Regions from separate parts of the Mus musculus genome. Here all the other regions are linked to region 4. A link is a contact called in public HiChIP or PLAC-seq and promoter capture Hi-C data. All regions are on one chromosome and are shown on one strand. The core of a region is the stretch at or near the end of the contact, and the rest is flanking DNA. Distances in the headings are between cores, read along the strand shown.

Evidence for each region. Promoter capture Hi-C pulls out the DNA fragments that hold promoters and counts their contacts. HiChIP or PLAC-seq counts read pairs in DNA pulled down with a chosen protein or histone mark.
Region 1: an H3K4me3 HiChIP or PLAC-seq map of bone marrow-derived macrophages shows a contact between it and region 4, with 4 times the contacts expected there. The contact joins the enhancer-like site here to the promoter of Akr7a5 in region 4. A contact is called at or near these places in 8 of 39 promoter capture datasets (the 3T3-L1 cell line, the C10 cell line, cranial neural crest and 4 more) and 7 of 115 datasets of contacts at active chromatin or transcription factors (bone marrow-derived macrophages, craniofacial prominence, embryonic basal ganglia and 2 more).
Region 2: a contact with region 4 is called in a promoter capture Hi-C map of liver, with 1.7 times the contacts expected there. The contact joins the enhancer-like site here to the promoter of Akr7a5 in region 4. A contact is called at or near these places in 5 of 39 promoter capture datasets (the 3T3-L1 cell line, hippocampal neurons, liver and 1 more), 4 of 115 datasets of contacts at active chromatin or transcription factors (embryonic stem cells and neural tube) and 1 of 9 other capture datasets (liver).
Region 3: a contact with region 4 is called in an H3K4me3 HiChIP or PLAC-seq map of embryonic stem cells, with 18 read pairs. The contact joins the promoter of Iffo2 here to the promoter of Akr7a5 in region 4. A contact is called at or near these places in 2 of 484 Hi-C or Micro-C datasets (CD4 T cells and embryonic stem cells), 3 of 115 datasets of contacts at active chromatin or transcription factors (embryonic stem cells and pancreatic cancer cells) and 1 of 9 other capture datasets (adipose tissue).

The regions. Positions count from the first base shown.
Region 1 is chr4:138,940,149-138,945,063 of GRCm38.p6, forward strand. No RefSeq gene overlaps it. Among named protein-coding and RNA genes, the nearest start is that of Gm33011, 4.0 kb to the left of the region's middle. Within about 2 kb of position 3,508, at least 99 of the 459 cell types and tissues checked have an H3K27ac peak or open chromatin away from gene starts, as enhancers often do. A contact at or near this core is called in bone marrow-derived macrophages and pre-B cells, where this site is marked.
Region 2 is chr4:138,997,598-139,003,105 of GRCm38.p6, forward strand. It overlaps Tmco4 (transmembrane and coiled-coil domains 4), which reads left to right. Exons shown (of 17, transcript NM_029857.3): 7 at 427-454. Among named protein-coding and RNA genes, the nearest start is that of Gm33214, 19 kb to the right of the region's middle. Within about 2 kb of position 4,069, at least 12 of the 459 cell types and tissues checked have an H3K27ac peak or open chromatin away from gene starts, as enhancers often do. A contact at or near this core is called in embryonic stem cells and liver, where this site is marked.
Region 3 is chr4:139,571,812-139,577,045 of GRCm38.p6, forward strand. It overlaps Iffo2 (intermediate filament family orphan 2), which reads left to right and starts at 2,909. Exons shown (of 9, transcript NM_001205173.1): 1 at 2,909-3,786. The coding sequence starts at 3,137.
Region 4 is chr4:139,307,781-139,312,925 of GRCm38.p6, forward strand. Akr7a5 (aldo-keto reductase family 7, member A5 (aflatoxin aldehyde reductase)) reads left to right here and starts at 2,964. Exons shown (of 7, transcript NM_025337.3): 1 at 2,964-3,296. The coding sequence starts at 2,975. Slc66a1 (solute carrier family 66 member 1) reads right to left here and starts at 2,928. Exons shown (of 9, transcript NM_145384.3): 1 at 2,849-2,928; 2 at 1-70.

The DNA of each region.
Region 1 (4,915 bases), core at 2,258-4,757, 370 kb before region 4:
TGAGCCAAATTCTCTCTCTCTCTCTCTCTCTCTCTCTCTCTCTCTCTCTCTCTCTCTCTCCTCTCTCCTCTCTCTCCTCTCTCTCCTCTCTCTCCTCTCTCTCCTCTCTCTCCTCTCTCTCCTCTCTCTCTCCTCTCTCTCTCTCTCTCTCTTGGTTTTTTTGAGACAGGATTTCTCTGTGTAGCCCTGGCTGTCCTGGAACTCACTCTGTAGACCAGGCTGGCCTTGAACTCAGAAAGCTGCCTGCTTCTGCCTCCCAAGTGCTAGGATTAAAGGAGTGCCTCACCACTGTTTAGCAAGTCTTCCTCTCTTTAACTTGTTTGCCTTGGGTATTTTATCAGAGCCGCTGAAAGCTAACTCAGGGATTCCATTTAAAGGGGGCCAAGGAGATTCCTCAACCAAAAAGTTTCAGGAGACACTGTAAGATGCATGTGTCCCACATGCCCCTCTGCAACTCAACCATGCGCTCATGGAGCTTGGTTAATTTTGCTTCCTGCCCCTTCTTTTCGCGTTGCCAGTGGCCTCTCTTGATCACAAAACATCCAGTGAAAGCAATGCTTGTTCCCTGGAATTCAATTGGGGACATTGAGGCACATAAATTAGTGCTGCTGCTGTGATCACGTGTCTAAGGTAACAGTCAAAACTGGGTGCCTACACCTTGTGCAATCTCAGAGTAGGGTAATACCCCCCACCCCCAGCAAGGTCTTATGTGGTCAAAGCTGACCTTGAATTTAACTTGCTATGTAGCTAAGAATTACTTTGAACATCTGATGATCTGCCCCACCTCCCAAATGCTGGGAGTATAGTGTACACCACAACACCCATTTTATCCCGAGCTGGGGATCGAACCCAGCACTTGGTGCACACTAGGTAAGCACTCTACCAGGTTCAGCTGCATCCGCATTCCAGGCCCCAAACCCACTTACTTCCTCTTTGAAAATAGCTAGAGAGCCAGGGAACTCACAGACCTGAGGCTTGAATTCAGAGAAAGAAGCTCCAGATTTCTGTCATACCTGTTCCTATCTGGGTGACCTTGAATGGCCTTCTGAATGTCCCTCCTGAACTTCAGATTCTACATCTAAAATTCAGGCAGTATTGGGTATTTTTCTGTAGCTGTGACACTACAATACACCATGACCAGAAGCAGCTTACAGAAGAAAAGGTTCATTTTGGGCTTTTGGTTCCAAAGAGATGGATCCTCTACAGCTGGAAGCCCGCACACACGGCATGCACGGTGGCAGAGCAAGAAACTGAGCAGTCACATCTTCAACCGCACTCATGAAACAGAGAGAGAGAGAGAGAGAGAGAGAGAGAGAGAGAGAGAGAGAGAGAGAGAGAGAGAGAGCGCAAACTGGAAATAGGATGAGGCTCTGAGCTCTCAAAGCCCCCAGCTGGTGACACGCTTTCTCCAGCAAGGCTGCACCTCATAACCTCCCATCCCCCAACAGCACTGCCAACCGGGACCAAATGTTCAAACAATTGAGCCCATGGCAGGAATAGGGAAACACTTCTCATTCAAACCACCACAGGCAGTTTTCCTGCGCACACAAGAGCAGGTGAGGCCCCATCTGAGACTGCCTTGCCCACCGTAGCTGTAACAGTAGGAAGTAGCTGTAACTTCCTAGCTGGCAGTAGGAAGCGCCCATAGCAGGTGAAACCATATAAACAGGGTGAAAACAGGCTCGAAAGGACACTGACCAGATATCCTTATGTGCATAGGGTACAAGGCTGACGGAGGAATGAGGATTAAAGCAAGCAGATTTTTGGAGACTCCTGAAACCATACATACAGTGGCTTCAGATTCCTGGCCACGGTATTTTATTTTATAGGTAGAAAAGCAGGCTAAAACACTGCCCTGTGACACCCAAGCAAGGCCTCCTGGACCCATGCAGGGATCAAGTTTCTCCGTCCCTCCCCCCACCTCCCCAGGCTTCAGCAAACAAGACAACACCTGCCTTCTCTTTGCTGCCAAAATGCAGTGTGAGACTCTTATGAACTATTAAACGGAATCCACCCATACAGATCAAATTCAAGGCAACAGGATGGAGACATTCTGCGGCTCAAAGTTAGTGTTTATGTAGTGGGTGTGTGCCGAGCTCCCTCACCATCAGACAGAAAATGTTCCGTCTCAGTCGTGAGCCCCACCTCCCTGGCTTCTGGAAAATTCCACCTTGGCCATGTTTTTTAGGCCCTCCTTTTTTCAGGGTTGTGCAAATGTCCTGAGGGAACTTGGGCCATCTGGAAGATTCAGGGAGGGGCCCTTCGGTCGTCAGCTAGAATCTGGTCAGGTCTGCCATCCTAGACTTATCTTCAAGGTGGCATCTCTGCTGCCTTGGAGCCAAACCCAGGCCAGGGGTCTCTGTGGTGGGACACCAGAGCCTCCCTGCACAGCCAGTGACTGACGATTCTCAGCAAAGTGTCTGCTGTCCTCATGTCCCAGCTCCCAAACAGCATCTCTGTCCTGTGCCTCCATGCATCCTGGGAAACTCTGTCAAAATCCTTCTCTTAGCCAGGTAGGTAGAGAGCCCTGGAATCCCACTGTTAGGCTGAGACAGGGACAAAGATCAGCCTGGCCAGGGTCGGAAAGACCCAAACTCCTGCTTGCTACAGCCCTTTACCCAGATGGCACCAAGTCCTGGTGGTACCAGCCCCCTTCCTGAAAGAATTCCATGTGCTCAAACCAGTACTGTATATGGAGAAAAACCAGTTCTTCGCCTGATTTGCCTGGGACTATAAGAACCTAGCAAGCAGCTTGGGTCCCGAGCTCTTCTCTACCCCCAGCCCTGGGAAGGGTGAACCTCGCCTGAAAGCTTGCCAATAAAGCTGAGCTTGTTTTAAGCTGCCAGCTCCGTGTGATCTGCATCCCTTGGCTTCTCACCCAGCACTTGGGTTGTGGAAGCAGGAGGATCAGGAGTTCACAGCCATCCTGGAACACAGAGACATAGGGGCTAGCCTGGGCTACAGGACGTTTTGACTTCCTTCTCACTCACATCTTCCTGCTGTTGATTCTGGGAGCTCTTAGAGTCCCACACAATCCAAATCTAACCCCAATTCTAGACATTGGTAGGGGACTTGTGATTAAAGAAGGCCTGGAAATATGTCCCCCTCCTGGCGCCCTTCTTAGCATCAAAATATAAATGAATAACACAGTGAACTATCACATGTGCACAGTAACGTGTGTGTGTGTCGTGCCTCCTCCTCACACTGTGGGTGAGTCAAGGATGCGTTCTAGCCAGGGTGGAGACTTGAACCTGAAGAAGAAAAGCATGAATCTCTGTCCTGTCCAGGTGACCGTGAGTGGCCTCCGTAGCACCTCTCTCAAACTTCCTGACAACTCCCACTGAAGAGCAGAAGTGCTTGAGAAAATGTCATGTGAATTTATTGATTTGTTATTAAATAAATAATATTTCAGAGAGCTCTATTTGTTCTTTGTGATGTGTCCTTCCCCACCCCCACCCCCACCCCACCTCCTTTAGAGCATACAGAACTAAGGTCTTCGAGCATAAGAACTTAGCAATCTGCTAAGGGCAATGTTCTAGTCAGCTTTTTTGCTGCTAAAATAAAACACCATAACCAAAAGCAACTTAAGAAGGAGGGTTTTCTTGCTCGCTCGCTCGCTTGCTTGCTTGTTTTGTTTAGGATGGTTCCTACAGAAAACAGAGCGAACTGAAAGTGAGGGGAGGGGATAAACTCAAAGCCCGCCCCCACTGACACACGCCCAGCAAGACTCCGCCTCCTAAGGGTTCTATAACCTCCCAGACAGCGCCACCAACAGGCGGTCCAATTGTTTAAAGACGAAAGTGTTCAGAGGCCTTTCCACAGAAGGCAGGAAGCTGACAGTGTCAGCCCTTGCTGAAGCTCTGTCCTAGGTCCCAACACGCACAGGACAAGGGTGTCCTCAGTTGCCAGCTCCGTCCAGTTTTTGACGGCTTCTGGGTGTGAAGCCCTCTCGATAAAGACCTCCTCTGCATACAGCTACCGATGAAAGGACCACCTTCCAGCCACCACCCCTTCACCCACGGTCTTTCTCATATTTAGATCTAAGAAATTCTGCCTCTGTTCCCTCTCTTTTGCATTCACAGCTATTTAAAGAGCACAAGGTCTCTGTTGACCGACAAAGCGACATCTCAGGCTACTCTTTTGCTGCAACACGGGTCTAGGATTACAAACCAGAACTTCACTCGGTGGAGAGCAGGGTGGCTCAGTGAAGTTGTTTCTTGTTTCTTGTTTGTTTGCTTGCTTGCTTGCTTTTGTTTTTTAAATTTTGGAAATGAAACCGAGTGTCTTACACTTTCAAGGCAAGTCCTCCGCCTCTGGGCTGCCCTCCCTAGCCCTGACTGCTTTTTGTCATGAATGAGTTTTGGAAGGGGAATGAAAGTTCTCACAACTGGGAAGAGCTCAGAGGAAGGATATGAGAGAGGGCGTTCCCAGGAGAGCACAGCGACCCTGCTCACCAAAGCCAGCGGAGCTCCGCCATCAATGTGGCTTCCGATCCAGGCTACCTACCACTGCCCATGTGGGTGTTGCCAGGTGGGGGGGGGGGAGCTCAGAACTTCATCCACTCAGGGCAAGCACTGAGTTGACTGAGCTCCACCTGCATTAAACAGTACGGTGGGTAAGAGGGCTTGCTGCCCTTCCAGATGATCAAGGTTCTGTTCCCAGCATCCACTTGGGCAACTCCCAACCACATATAACTCCAGGTTCAGGGGAGCTGACATTGTCTTCTGGTTTCTGAGGGCATTGTGCTCATGTGACATACTCATGCACACACACACACACACACACACACACACACACACACACACACACACAAATAAAATAAAATCTTTTAAAAATATAATTTGCCGGGCTTGGTGGCGCACGCCTTTAATCCCAGCACTCGGGAGGCAGAGGCAGGCAGATTTCTGAGTTCGAG
Region 2 (5,508 bases), core at 2,819-5,318, 310 kb before region 4:
GGCACAGAGAGATTTTCTTGCTCAAGGTCACCCAGCTAATAAGTAGCCAAAGCCAGGATTTGAACCTTGGTGGTCTGACCTCAGAGCCTGCATTCTATCAAGTTATGGTGACCTTTTTTCTGAAGCAGCAGCTTTGCTGTGTGCCCTTGAACATGTCGCTCACCCTCTCTGAGTGCAGTTTCAGTAGGCAGAGCTTGTGGCACCAACTTCTGATAGCCACGTGCACAGGCAGGATGTAGGGCCTTTCCCTCCTCACCGCGGCCTGCATATTCACCCACGTGCCCAGTTGGCACCTGGCTTGCCACTGTACTGTAGGGTGGAGGGCTTTTGCCATCTCCACTTGGTAGGAGTTAATACTTAGCTGTCCCATGAGCTGGGTGGTGGCGTGTCAGCACCTCACCGATTTCTGTCTCCTTTTTCCCACAGGACCTCCTGAGCTTCTCACTCAAGAATGGTGAGTGGATTTGCTGCCTTTGTGGTGTGGTCCACACGCAGTGAGGCTGGGGACCCTGCCACACCTATGTCTCGCCCAATGTCTTTGATGAGCACCATGTGATATTGACCCGGCTTGTTTGATTTCTGCCCCCTCACCCTCAAATCTGTCCCCTCCTCACCACCCAGCATCCTTGAGCTTAGCAGTGTCATGGCCTCCGAGGTAACAGCTGGGGTTTCCTCCTTGCTGGCACTCCAGCCAGTTCTCTGCTGTCCTCTGAGATCTCAATGACGTTTCCAGAGGCCTGTGTGGCCACCCTTGTCTCCCTGCCTCACACCCAGCAAGGGATTCCAGCCCCTCCAGTGTGGCCCGAGGCCCTGGGGGAGGGGCTGCTCATCCTCTTTCCTACCTCCTCATTCAATAGAGTCAAGCCCCAGGTGTGGCGGCTTCTCCCAGCTGTGGCTCCTTGTAGCTTCTTGGGTGTCCCCCTCCACTTTTGCATTTGATCCCTAGGCTGGACACTATAACTTTCTGTCCTTGGTCCATCTGCTTGCTCTGTCCCTACCTCATTCCATTCAGCCCTCACTTGCCGGGTGTGTTGGTGTGCCGAACAAAATGCCGCAAAGATGGAGGGTTTATTTTAGCTCACAATTTGAGGGCATAGCTTATCTCAGTGGAGAAGGCGTGGAGGGGGCAGGGGAAGCCAGTCACACTGCATCCACAGTCAGGAGGCAGACAGATGAAGGCTGGTTGCCTGTCGGTGCTCTCCTTTTTATGACCTCAATCCATGTGCTGCTGCCCACGTAGGGTGAGTTTTCCTTCCTCATGTAACCTGTCTGGGAACACACAGCCATGCCCTGAGTCACTGAGGGTGAGTCATTACACCTCCCACCCACCACGCCCCCGTTCAACGTGATACCCTGACACATAATTTTTAGTGGTACATTCTACCTGCGTCGACTTCAGTGCCTGCAGCCACCTCCTAACGCAATGTGTATTAGTTCATCTTAACAGTCCTAATGCTGTCCAAAAGCCCAAAGCCTTTTCTGAGACTCACGGTGACCTTTTAACTATAAGTCCCTGTAAAACCAAAAGTGTAAGTTGTTTATTCCCGACATCCGAAGGCACAGAGTAGGCAGCCCAATCCAAGAGGAAGGGATGGAGGCAGAGAAGGAACAGAGAACATTTCCTGCAACCCTGAATCTGACATCCGAGCTCTAGGTGGTCCCTCCGCACATGCTGGGCTCCGAGCTCCAGCAGGCTCCAGCAGCCCCACTCCCCAGTTCTGCTGCCTGCACACTTCAATAGGTGTTTGTAATTTTCTGAGGCACGCTTCCCGTGGTCTTGGTTTCTCCGCCCTCTTGGGATCGCCATTGGATTTCATGCCTCACCTTCACAGCTTCGTCCAACGGTCTCTTGAGGCCTCCCTCCTTGCAGGGTCTCTAACTCTGCCACATATTGCCCAGAGTCCTCAACTTTGGTGCAAGCTTCTATGACCTTGTAAGTCATGCATTGTGCACACCTGCTGTCCCCGTTAGGGTTTCTATTGCTGTGGTGAAACACCGTGACCAAAGAGCAAGTTGGGGAGGAAAGGGTTAATTCGGCTTACGCTTCCACACCCTAATTCATCACTGAGGGAAGTCAGGATGGGAACTCAAACAGGGCAGAAACCTGGAAGCAGGAGCTGATGCTGAGGCCACGGAGGGATGCTGCTTACTGGCTTGCTCCTCATGGCTTGCTCAGTCTGCTTTCTTGTAGAACCCAGGACTACCAGCCCATGGATGAGCCTCCCCCATAAATCACTAATTAAAACGCCTTACAGCTGGATGGATATTATACAGGCATTTTCTTAATTGAGGATCCCTCCCCTTAGATGACTTTAACTGGTGTCAAGTTGACATAAAACCAGCCAGCATAACTGCTAAACAGCTGTAGCTGGCCCTGTGCCCCTTAGTGCCTGATCTGGGGAAAGCACTTCCTGGGAAGTTGAGTTCACACAGAGAAAGCGTCATAGCTTACAGTTCTTTTTTTCCAAATACATTTGCATTTTTCACAAGTTGGAGCCTTTTATGGGTGGCTCTCCAGAACAGCCCATTAAGCTCTGGGTACAGGCTTCTAGAATCCTCTAGCCTGCAGCTCAGACTCTTCCACGGGCCTACAATCCACCCTGACGCCACACTGGCAGGGACAGCTGTGGCCCTCCTTGCCACCACATGTTTCTTGCACTGATCGCCTTTCTCATCGCTGTGACCAAGGACACTGTCCTGGCGGACAGACACTGCAGGAAGGTGCTTTTCCGGGGCAGAGGCCCATCCACTGCAGTAAGTAAGAGTGATGTGGGAAACTCAGCTGCATAATTGATGGTAATAGAGGACTGGTTTCCCCTGATTTTGTTTGTCTGTTTATTTTAACTTAAAAATAGACTATCAGGGCTGGAGAGATGGCTCAGAGGTTAAGGGCACTGGCTGCTCTTCCAGAGGTCCTGGGTTCAATTCTTAGCACCCATATTTATAACTGCAGTCTCAGGTAATCCGATACTCTATACCACACGTGGTACACAGACACTCATGCAGGCAAAACACCTACCCACATTATCGCATTAAAAAATAAAGTCTTTAAGAATCTACCAGCTTAAGAAAGAAAGGGTTTATTTTTTAATAATAATAATAATAATAATAATAATAATAATAATAAAAGAAATCAAAAGGAAGGAGCCTGACTGCTCCAAGCATGGTGGAGGAGGTTCATTGTAGGTCTGAGGGAGAGCAGAGTCAGAGGCAGGGACATCTGAGAGAGTCCAGAGTGAACACAACCCTGAGCTGGGCCACATGAGAAGGTGGGGGAGGGGAGGGGAGAGCCAGGAGAGTACAGAGCAGACAAAAGGTCCAGATAGCCAAAATGGCTGAATTATACAGGGAAGGGAGGCTGGGGGAAGGGCAGCCCACCCTGGGCTGGAAAAGTTTAGGGTAGAAGATGGGCAGTGCCAGCCATGCCCATAAGAGGTAAGGGCTGAGAGATGCAGGGAGAACCTGGCAGCCAGGTCTGCTTTGAGATGCTAAATAGGCACCTTGGCCATTTGTCCTGGGTTTGAGATGTAACAATTGTGGCTCATAGTTTCTGGGTGAGATCTATCCTAGAGGGGACAGCATGGGGACAGAAAGCTTTTCTGGTTGTAGTGGGAGGAGCATGAGGCAAGGTCACGTGACACTGGCGGTCAGGAAGCAAGGAAAGGTGGGTGTTCACTCAAGCACTAGCTGGCTCACTCTCTCCTCTCTCCCTTTATTCAGGCTTGCTCCCCAGTCCTTGAGATGTGACTGCTCACATTTAGGGTTGGTCTTCCTTTTCCACCCCTGGGAAGCTTCCAGTAGGTCAAGCTTAGGACCAGGCAGGCACTTAGCGAAGTCCTGTTGAATGAGTTCAGGAGAGACCTGCTGATTTTGTAATGGAGGAAGGCATCTCAGAGATAAGGCTAACCATGCCATCTGCCAAAGTTACTCTGTGAGTGGCAGGGCCCCATTCTGCCCGCGTTAGTTTCCTGGGGCTCCTGTTAGCCACCTGACTTCGCTGTGTCCTCTGTGAAACCCAGAGTCTGAAATGCAGCCAGCAGGATGGTGCTCCCTCTGGAGGCTCTGGCGGGATCCTTCCTGCATCTCCATTCCAGAGCTTTGCTGGAAATTTGGAGTCTTGGCCCCAGCAGGCTCACAAGGTCATCAATAACGGTCTTTGATCCCGGAAGACTACTGTAGGCTCTGGTCCAGAGGATACTTTTAGTCCTTTATTTATATTTTCAGTTGTGGGAGGAGCATGCTACAGGGCATGTATATATTGTGTGCACATGTGAAGGTCGGCTGACAACCTCAGGTGTCGGTCTTCACCTTTCATCTTGTTTGGGACAGGGAGCCTTTGTTATTTCCTGTGTCACTCACCAGGCTAGCCAGCCCACCAGCTTGCAGAGATTCTCCTGTCTCCCCGTCCCGTTTCTCCTTAGTGTCCAACTTTACTTGAGTTCAGGGGATCCGAACTTAGGCTGTCATGCTTGCACAGCAAACATTTTACCCAGTGAGTGAACTTTCCAGCTCGGTGTCCTCTTAAACTGTGTTGTGTGTGCTATGCCAGAAAGCCGGAGACCAGGTAACTCGCAGAGAACAAAGATCAACTTCTTCAAGTTCTGAAAGGCCGGGTCCAATATCAAGGGACCTGCACCTGGCAAGAGCCTTCATGTCAAAGTGTCCGGAGGCAGAAAATGTAAGAGTGAGGGAGGGCAGGAAAGAGAGAAAGAAAGCAGAATGGGGCTGGGACCCACTCTGGCTGTGTCAGCCTTCATCTCTCCAGACTTAATCTACTCTTAAAGGTCCCACCACTTAACGAACAGGCATTAGGACTAAGTTTCCAACTTGCTTTTGATGTGCATATTTAACCCAGAGCTGATAGTATAATCCCAGTGACTAGAAAGACATTGTGTGTTGAGCACGCACTCTGTACCAAGCTTGGACCTAGGGGCTCATGTGGCCACCTGACTCCCCTGCCCCCAGTAAAGCACTTCAGACACATGCCTCAGTTTGCAGACCTGAGTCTCAGGAGGTCTCAGGTCAATTTGGATGATCTCATGTCACCAGGAGAGACCAAAGTCAAGAAAGGGAAGGGAGCCTTCTAGGAGAAGGACAGTGAAAAGTTGGCTCACAACCAACACCAGGTCTCCAGCCTCTTAGGCCACCGCTTTCTCCCGTTGCCTCTCCACTGGGTAGACGGGCCTGACTTGGCCTTGCTCCTCCATCTGCCTCAGTTTCCTTTCTCACCAGAAAGCCATGTGACTACTCCTCATTTCATCAGCAAACTTCAAACCACCATGAGCACATGGGGGCACCAACATACACCACCACACTATGGGCAACCTTGGCACAGGCTCTGACAGGATCAGTGCGTGGGTTTCAAATGGCTTCCTTCTCTCTTAGGGGCATCTTTGAATGTAGTGTCTCAACCAGCACTGCTTTTGTGTTTGTATTAAGAAAACCCACCACTTACTAAGCACCCTTACTAAGGTGGATGGATGGATGGGTGGATGGGTGGATGGATGG
Region 3 (5,234 bases), core at 1,659-4,158, 260 kb after region 4:
TCTGGTGAATACCATAGCCCATGCTTAGAATGATTTATGGGACTGCAGCATGAGGGCTGCCCATGATGGTGCATGTCTCTAATTCCAGCATTTCAGATGCAGAACAGAACGATCTCTGGGAGTTCAAGGCTAGCCTGGTCTATATCTAGAGTTCCAGGACAGCTAGGTCTACATAGAAAGACCCTGCTGTGTCAACAAACAAACAAAAGGATGCATTTTGATGTAGCTGTTGGGAGAGTGCTTGCCTAGCCTGCACAGGACATTGACTCATAAGCAATGCCTGAGATCCTATGCTTGTAATCTCAGCATTTGGGAGATGAGGCTGGAAGATCACAAGTTCAAGGCTAGCCTGGGCTACATGATACCCTGTCTTGAAAATGAACAAACAAAAAGTATATCTTTTTTTTTGCATTCAGACAAAATTCATGCAACGAAAACAGTTTAAAATGCAAGTCATCAAAGTATTCAAAAAGCAAGTTTGCAGCATCATGATACATACATTTCCTTATTAGCACATTAAATAATGGGGCTTGGGAGATGGTTCCGTGGGTAAAGCCCTTGATGCTGAGCCCTTGATGAGGTCCTGAGTTCAGATCCCCAGGACCCATATAAGACTGAATTCCGTGGCAAGCATCTGTAGTTCAAGTGTTCCTATAACAAGATAGGAGGAGACAGGAGAATTGCCAGAACCTCCAGGGCCAGCTTGCCTGGCATACAGAGTATCTAACAAGAGGTCCTGCCTCAAGTAAGGTGGAAGGTGAGGACTGAGGTTATGGCATGTGTGTGCTTGCACAGCACACACAGACACACACACACACACACAAGCAAGCACTTAGAAAAAAAGACTAAGGGCTGAGAGTACGGCTTAAGTAGTAGGGGACTTGCTTAGCAATTGAGATATCCTGAGTTCCATTCCAAACACTAACATCAAGCAAACAGATATAGCAGTAAGCCCTATATGACTTTCTGAATGTTGATAGCTTAGGTCTCAGGAGAGTTACAGCAACTCTCGTGATATGGGAATATCTAGGGGTGACAGAATCGCAAAGACTTCTTTCAGAATCAAAGGACATATTGATGAGCATTCAAAGACCAGCGACCATAAGGGTGGAAAGTGGGTCTACCCCAGTGTCTCAGCCCTCTCAGAATTCTATTCTCAGTCCAGGCAGGATCCCAAGAGCCACAACTTTAAGGCAAAGGGTTCTTGGTTCTTTAGGGTGGATAATGACAGCATCAAAGACTCCGTGATCTAAAAGTTAAGAGAGTGACCAGGTAGGCTTGGGTTCCGGGGAGAAAGATCACCAGAAGGGAATGCCGGAGCGCAGAGCTAAGTCCATTTGGCAGGGAGCGAGGGAAGGCAACAAGACCAAACCTGAAACACAGCAGTAACCTCACAACACAGCACCACCCCAGAGCACCACACTCTTTCTCGTCTGTCACAAAGAGCACCAAGGCTTTGTCCTGTGAGACAGGGTACCTGCCTGCAAGCTTACGCACAAGCAGACAAGACGGACACATAAGCTAGTAACAAGACAATGGCGGTGAGAGGGGAAAAAAAGATGTGGCCGGAAGAATCTAAAACATACCACATATCTGGTTAAGAGCTGACGGTGTAAGCCACAGGCATTCAAGGTGGGGTCCTTCCCTTAGGAAGTTTGTGGTGAGGACCAAAGGCCAGCAGCTCGGAAGGCTGGGTAGAGTGTGTTTTGAGGTGGTGGTAAAGCTCAGGTCTCAGCGACCTTCTCTGTAAAATGAGGATAATACTTAAATAGGTGCCTGCTGTGAGCTAATGCTTGCAGTGGGTACAGGAGACACTTGGAGATCGCAGGGAATACTGGTTTTTAGGGTGGTAGGTGTGAAGGATAGATGGCTGAAAGGACGGAAGATGGATGGGTCCAAATAAGTGTCCTCCAAATAGGTGGTACTCCATATTGCAGCAAGGCATTCGGGAGAATTGATGGATAGACAGACCCTCTGCTCTCAGGGCTCAGCTACAGCGCCGACTGTGACAATGTGGTGATAGGTGACAGGAGATGGTTAGTCAGGGTTGTGAGGACAAGCATGTTGGGAGGCTCATTGCTTTCTCTTCCCCAGCTTGTCTCACATCCCCGCTTCTGGGTTTGCCGTGGACTAGCAGGCTCAAAGGCTGCGAGAAGCCCTGATCCTGCCTGGTAGGGGACAGGAAGGCGACCAAGGCCTCCGGAGGCTGGAGTAGGGGAGCTGGTTTTCATGCATCTTCGCACACTATGGTTGCCAGACCTTTGCAGGCCACAGTCACCCGCATGCCTGAGAATCTGGGGCAGGGAAATTTGGGACACGGAGGAAGGGCAAGCAGGTAGTCAAGCCCGCCTGGCACACTTGGTAGTGGAGGTCTCCACAGGCTGTCCACCTTTTCAAGAGGCTGCGGTGCCCGGCTCTGCCGCGTTCCCGGGTACAGTTTCGCATTCAGACTGCGTTAGATTATCTGAACCCCGCTAGGCCTGCAGCGCCGCACGCAGGCGAGGGTTTTCTGGGCCGTTGCTGGGCGGAGCTTGAGCTGTAGTCGAAAGGCTCCTCGCAGACGAGTGGCGCAGCTTGTGGGTGGGCGGAGCCCAAGGGCCGATAGGCGTGGCCGGGGCTGGAGACCTAGGAGCCGAGTCTCAGCGGGTGAAATCGCTGCAATGGGTTGAGGGGCGTGGCCTATGTCCGCAGAGGGCGGTCCAGGCTAGGGAGGAAGGCCTTCGCCTATAGAGGGCGGGCCGGGAAGGGCAGAGAGCAGCTAGGCAGGGGGTGTGGTCTGTGTCTGCAGAGGGCGGGCCCTGGAGGCGTGGTCTGTGCCTGCAGAGGGCGGGGCTCGCCGCAGAGGGGGCAGCGCCGGCTGAGAGTCCTCTGCGAGCCGCTGCTGCGGCCGGTCCACAGCAGCTCTGACAGTCGCGGCGCAGGCACCGGACCCCTCACCAGCCCCACGCAGCCACCGCGACCTCCAGCTCGTCCCACCATCTCTCCCGACGCAGCGGAGCCGCATCTGGCACCTAACACCACCCCGGCCGCTCTGGAGCCCGCGCCCGCCCTGGCCCGGCCGCGCCGGGAGCCCGGCCCCGAGCTGGAGCCGCATCTGGAGCCACGGGCCCGGGGCCCTGAGCCACGCAGCCGGCGCATGGTTAACTCGCTGCTGTTCGGAGAGATGGCCTTGGCCTTCGGCTGCCCGCCGGGGGGCGGCGGCTGCGCAGGCGGCGGCGGGGGTGGCGGGGCCGGGCCGGGGCCCTCGCCCGTAACGGCGGCGCTGCGGGACGATCTGGGTTCCAACATCCACCTCCTCAAGGGGCTCAACGTGCGTTTCCGCTGCTTCTTGGCCAAGGTGCACGAGCTGGAGCGGCGCAACCGGCTCCTGGAGAAACAGCTGGAGCAGCAGCAGAGCGAGCGCGATCGGCGGCTGCGCTACAAGACCTTCTCCCGCGAGCAGGCCGTGCAGACCGGGCCCGAGCTGCTGCGGCCGTCGGCTGCGGGAAGCGGGCAGGCCCTCGGCGCGGCCACCGGCGTCAACGCCAACGCGGTGGCCCTGGGCGGCCTGCCCCCCGGCGGCGGCTCGCACCCGCAGCACTACGGTCGCCTGCCCGGGACCATCTGGAGCTACACGCAGGTGCGGCGCACGGGAGGCGGTGGCGTGGAGACTGTGCAGGGCCCCGGCGTGTCGTGGGTACACCCGGACGGCGTAGGCGTGCAGATCGACACCATCACGCCAGAGATCCGCGCTCTCTACAACGTGCTGGCCAAGGTGAAGCGCGAGCGTGACGAGTACAAACGGAGGTGAGTGGACGCGCCCCTCCTCCGCCGCTCTCAGAACCGGCAGCAGGGCCTGGCATATGGGCTGCGAACTGCGGGAGGACTAGGTCATCTAAATCCGCGAACGAGCGCAGGGAGCGCGGGATACCTGGGCGCCGACCCCTGGGGCCAGGCACATTGTTTCCCAGGGACGTAATAACCAGCGGATTTGTGGTGATCTCATTCTGTCCACATGACAGTGCGGTGTGAGGCAGCCTTGTCCCCATACTGCAGATGAGGAAACTGAGGTGAAGAGGTACCAAGTGTCTTGCTCAAGGCAGCTTGGCTAATCCGCGGTGAAAGTCAAGACTTGATCCTTTGATGGAAGTCATGGCTGGTGTGTCTCCTAGCCTAGGTATTCCCCGAGATGTTGGTGGTAGATTCCCTTTCCCATAGCAGGTGTAAAGAAAACAGTCTCAACTAGCTCATTGTCATTTTTTTTTTGTCCTTGAATTTAATGAGCTCACGTGTGAAGATGGATGGCTCTGTCCCTAGGGCCCCGGGGTCGCCTATCTTGTTCCAGGTCTTTAAGGCCAAGATCTCTGGCTTGCAGAATCAAAACCAGACACTGGCCTTTCAGAAATTCATCATCTTCTTCATACTCTCCCAAATCTCATGGTTTATTGGCTAGGTCCCATGAATTCAGCCTAAGGAATCACCCCCCCCCCCAGGGAAGAGATACTCACGGGTTAGAATAATGAGTGGACCCAGATCATGGGGTCCCGCTGGAGGTCAGGAGCCGACTGCCTGCAAGATGGCCAGTGTATTCCTTGCAGTTCAGATTTCCTGGCTGCAATACTGACATGCTTTCTGCCCGCAGCCTGCTTGACAGTAGTGTCTACTCAGCTTTCTGACTCGAGGAGGGGAAGGGTCTGTGCGTAGGTCTCAGGTCTGTGTGGGGGAGGGGCCCCTCTAGGCTCAGGCTCCAATCTCAGCTGAGTGTAATTCTGGTTTTGTTGTCTTTACTTATGAGGGAGTGGGGCCATTCCTTTCAATCCTAAACTCTCCCTGGAAGCTGTGCCTGGGCCTTCGCTCTTACCCTCTACTGAAGACCACTGCCCCGGGAAGAAGTCAGGTGCTAGCTCCCATCACCGGCAGGGGAGATTGTTAGCCACTTGGAAACCTTTTTGCTCCTCAGGGAAATCTGGACTGTAAGAAGCAGCAGCCAGTGCTCCAGGGAGAGTGGGATGAAGCCCGTGTTGGACGTCATCAAGTAGACGTTCTTACCTGTGAAAGCAGGGAGTAGCGATGCCTGGAGCCCCCAGCGCTCCTGCAGGGCCTGGATTGCTGGGGGAATGCTTTTATTTTATTTTTTTTCCCCTGGCTTTGGGAATGTCCCGTGCCATTCCTAGGGAGGCCACCCTCTGCCCTTGGTGGTCATCCCCGTCAGGGCGGACTAGGGAAAGAGACACTTGCTTTGGATGGTGAAACTC
Region 4 (5,145 bases), core at 1,714-4,213:
AGAAAGACACCCTCTCAGTCCTTGCCACCTGCACAGAGTTCCTATGTGGTCACTCTGCGTGCATGACAACCTAGAGAGAGTAGGGAGAGCAAGGTTTAGCTGGAGCCATCTTCTCCAGACCTGGCCAGTATTCGCACATGGTGTCCTCCGCCTGCCTCTCATGGACCTTCCTGACATATTCTGGAGGAACCTGAGACCACAACAGGGAAGTCATCTGCCAGGGCCACCCAGTCAGAAAGCAAGAGAGGCAAACCCCATGGGAGAGGCTTCACGGAGGCTGCCATGGCCCAGGCTTCCCCTTTTGTCACTGAGCTAAGAGGGCGTTTCCTCATCCAGACAGACTCACTCCCATCCGTACCTTAGTTCCCACTATGCCAGGGAGGCCTGGACTCCTCACAGAGCTCTGGCTGGCCCCAGGACTGCTGAGCTTGCAGTGAGCAGGGCAGGAAGAAGAAGCAAGTCAGCATCTTTTCTCAGAAAGCCCAGACTCTCAGCCCTAATGTGACCAGCTCCTCGAGCTGGGGTAAGGGTGCCTCTGGTCACTGCCTGGTCAGCTCATTGTGGCAGCTCTAGGGTGGGACATAGGATAGCTGGAAGGTTCTTCCCTGGTCTTAGTGGCTGGTGTGGATGACATCTGCACAGCCAATTTGGGGAGCAATTACCTGGCACCCCAATTCATACAGTCTAGGTAAGATCTGCACCCTAAGAAGTCTTGTTTATCAGCCACACACATCCTATTGGCCTCCCAACACCTCTTCTGGTAGATCTGGAGTGGTCCAATTCATCACACATGCATACACTGTCATTCCTCATAACATCTAATACCCAGGCTGGGTAGGGAAACACTGTTCCCATTTTACAGGTAGGGTTGAGTGGCTTCAGGCAAGCGAGTCAGCCTGGCTGACCCTGTCTATGAACTGGGGCTAATTAACATCCTTCTGAGCCAAACATAAAGCTATGAGCCTCCCATCTGACCCAGTGAGAGTGATGGCTTAAAGATGAGACCCCAGTATCTTGACCACTGTGGAGCCTCTCCACACCAGTGGAACCAGATGAACGGGGACCCTGGGTTCATGCAGCTCTCCCAGTCTCTGCAAAGACTCCTGATACCAAAGCTTGGGTCTAGGACCTCATAGATGCTAGTTAAATGGTCTAATGCTGAGTTGTATCCCCCACTAGTATGAAGGATTCTGACTCTCATGGTGCATGTCCTTAAAGGCTGGTCGGGGAGACAATCTCCTACAACGCCCATTTCCCCTCCAACTCCAAGGAAAGCCAGGCAGGTGCTCCCCACCAAAGCAGATGCAGGTTCCATTCTGATACTGGATCAAGTTCAAAATCACAGAGGCAAGGTCCTAAGGACCCCAAGAATGACCCTCCTAACCTCATCTCCTGCCCCAGGTCCTCAGAGTCCCAGGCACCTGCACAGCCTCTCTCTTCCTCTAGGGAATCCTTCTCTATCACAAATGCCTAGTAGAGATACCCTGACCCATTTCTAACTTGCCTATCCAAGGGACATTGCCGCCACCGCCTCCAGTCCCCTGGAACACAATCCTGGAGAAGAGGCAACACTGTCCCTGTTAACCAGTGTTCTTCAAGCAAGTCTCTCTCCCCTCTCCCCTGTCTGTATCCTTCCCAGTCTCGTGGGTCTGGATGCACCAGCTGTACAACAAAAGGCTCGGAAAATGTAAAGGAGAGGGAGAGGGAGAGGGAAGGAAGCATGATGAAGAGAAAAAAAAAAAAGGAGGAAAGAAACAGAACAAGAAAAAAGAGGGGAGGCGGGAGCGGGAAGCGTATGCAAGGAAACTTGTAAATTGAGCGGGCCCAGGGCTGAGATGTCGCTCTGGGCAAGTGTTGGAGTTTCAGCATTCTGATGTATACAATGAAGGAAATCCTAAAAGGCACTTACTTACCTCCTAAACTGCATGCAGACTACAATAAAACCCAGGCCAAACCTCCATATCCCACGCTAGTCAAGTGCTCTACCACTGAGCTACATACATTCCCCACTAGGGGATTGGCTTTCGCGGCTCATGTCCGTAAAGGCTGGCCAGGAGACAGTATCTCCTGCCACATCCAGCTCTTCCCCAATTCCAAGCAAAGCCAGGAAGGTGCTTCCCACCAAAGCCTATCTGGCACAGTCAACAGTAATATTCTGTTCTTGCTGTAGCCCCCTGGACCACATTGTAGCATGGAGTACACACGAAGTGAACCTGAAACTACACACTTCTTTCTTTCTTTTTTGGGCAGGTGGGAACGGGAGCAGTTTGAGACAGGGTTTCTCTGTGTAGCCCCTGGCTGCCTTGAAATTAGCTCTGTAGACCAGGGTAGCCTCGAACTCAGATATCCGCCTGCCTTTACCTCACATTTCTAACCAGCCCTCTGTGGAATCCTGCGGTGAGCTTGGCGAGGAATGGGACATTCTGGGTTCCCTACCTGCAGAGCTACGGAGAATGTGTCAGGGGAGCGCAATGGCTCCGGGATCCTACCCATTCCTGGCCTCCAAACCAAGGCTCTAACTCCTTCCGGTGACTCTGCGGGTTCGGAGGGATAATGATAGGGCAGCGGCTGGGGCAAGCGCCGCGAGGCCCCCACCCAGAGCAGGGAAAACAAGGCCGCCCAGTCCAGGGAAGCCGAGAGGCCGGAAGGCAAGGACCTGCAGGTAAGAAGTGGGGCCGTCCCGGATCCCTGGCCAGGTTGGGCAGAGACCCACGATCCCGCTCCCCAGGAGGGGACCAGCGCCGGGGACCGTGCAGAGCTGGAGGAGGGTGTAGAAAAGACTTAGCTGGGCGCGTCTGGAGTCCCGACCCCCCAGCCCGGGACAGCCGCCAGCCCCCTTCATCCTCACCAGTTCAAGATCCACAGCCGGTGTCAGCTTCAGGATCCGAGCCCGCCGGGATCAGCTGACCTCCGCGAAGTCCCGCCCCCCGCCGTGGGCGGAGCCTGAAGCTTCGAGTGCGCAGGCGCAGTCTCCATGCTGCGTGCAGCGTCCAGAGCCGTGGGCCGCGCTGCTGTTCGCTCCGCGCAGCGCTCCGGGACTTCGGTCGGGCGTCCTCTCGCCATGTCCCGGCCTCCGCCACCCCGCGCCGCCTCTGGCGCCCCTCTCCGGCCCGCTACGGTGCTGGGCACCATGGAGATGGGGCGTCGCATGGATGCGAGTGCTAGCGCCGCTTCGGTCCGCGCCTTCCTGGAGCGCGGCCACAGCGAGCTGGACACGGCCTTCATGTACTGCGACGGCCAGTCCGAGAACATCCTGGGCGGCCTGGGGCTCGGGCTGGGCAGCGGCGACTGCACAGGTAACCGCTGCACCCGGCCTCCCCCGCCCCCCGCACCGAGTAGAGCTGAGCCGGTGCCCGCAACCGGCGTGCACCAGCCAGGATCTGCATCCAGGAGCTTCGGAAGCTCCGGATCCACAGCTGGGTCTACCCCAAGCTCCCAAGGCAACTGGAGTCCTGAACTAGTGAACTGAACTTTGTCCCGCCTCTCCTTAGAAACTTCTAGTTGCAGCTACCGAGGCGGGTGCGAGGAAGCTTCCTACGCTAATGTTTAGCCTACTCTGGGCGCTTTGCTTCCTACCGCAATCCCTGCCTCCCGGCCAACCGTTGTCCATAGCCGCCCCCCCACCCCCGACACGCCCCCCATCCCCACCAGGCTTTTTGTTCGTGCCTACCCCTCTTGCCCTCACCACCTCTGCGCTCCTGGAGAATGCTTATCATTCCGGTCTTTTGTCCGGACTAGACTTTGTCCCGTGCAGTCGACAGCACCTGTGGATCTCAAGGAGACCTGTGGCAACAATGCCTAGGGCCCAGCTGGGGGCAGGGGCGGAAAGGTGGCGTCGGGAGAGGGCATTTCGGCCTTTGTGCCCATTCTCTGTGCCAGGTCTTACAATGGCAAACTCTGTAGCTCTGTAGGCTACCGTGGGAGAAGTGATTTCTCCACGGAGAGTTAAAGGTCCAACGAGGAAGACTGTAGCCGCGATTGCTGAGGAGTGCAGGAAAGAGTAGCTTGTCGGGAAGAGCAGTAGGCAGAGCCCATAGAGAACTGGGGATGGGCCCTACAGTGTAAGTAGGGTGCACCGGAGACTGCAATCCTAGCTATTGGAATATGGAGTTTGAGAGTTGCAAAGTACGTGTGTGATCAGTGACGCGTGTCCCGCGTTGGAAGGGGAGGGGAACCGCCCTTCATTTGCTTGAAGCTATTGGAGTCTCAGGAGGGTGCCTGATACGTAAAGAGGCCTCACTTTTACCTGTTCTGAGGTTCTTCCTCCCGGTTCCTGTACAGTGGGCTCCATAGACTCACATGGGGTAAAGCTCACTTAAGTGAGTGGATCTCTCAAGCCGAATGCTGTAGAGTTCACCTGGATGACATACATTACTGATAATGAACATTTCAGTTTTCTCCCCCAACCCCCCCTTCTTTAGCCCATTTCTGCTTCTGAAGACTCAATGGGCCAAAGTCCTCAGGCAAAAGGTTACAGAAAGAATGCCTTGGGGCTGGGGCGGGTGTTGTAGTAAGGAGATGCTGTGGTCTTCTAGCCTTTATCCTGTGGGATCAGAGGGCTCCCCTTGTTCTTGCCAGAATCCATCCATCCTTCCGCCGTCGTCCATCAGTCCAGGTAGTTGGTTCCATATCTGGGAAGAAACAGTGCAGAGCACTGAGGAGCAGCTACAGTACGCTTGCATTACAGGCTTCTGAGGGTCTGAAAGGGATTTGTGTTAAGATTGATGGCTTTCAAGGAACACATTCAGGCCCCCGTGTCTCTTCCCTAACTTTTTTTTTTTTTACCTGCATGTATGTGTGAGCCCACAGAGGGTACTGGATACCCTGGGACTGTATTTATACATGATTGTAAACCAACATGTGTGGTTCTGAGAACCTCTGAATACTTCGTGAGAACAGTAAGTTCTCTAAACCACTGAGCCATCTCCCCAGCCCCTCTTGCCTAAATTCTTAGTCTTTAAGGATCTCCATGCTTTCAGGCCTGGCCCTTTGAGTTCCATCTCCAGTCTTTATTTCTTATTTAATGTATGAGTGCTCTTCTGCGTGTACACCCACATGCCAGGAGAGGGCGCCAGATCTCATTATAGATGATTGTGAGCCACCATGTAGTTGCTGGGAATTGAACTCAGGACCTCTGGAAGAGCG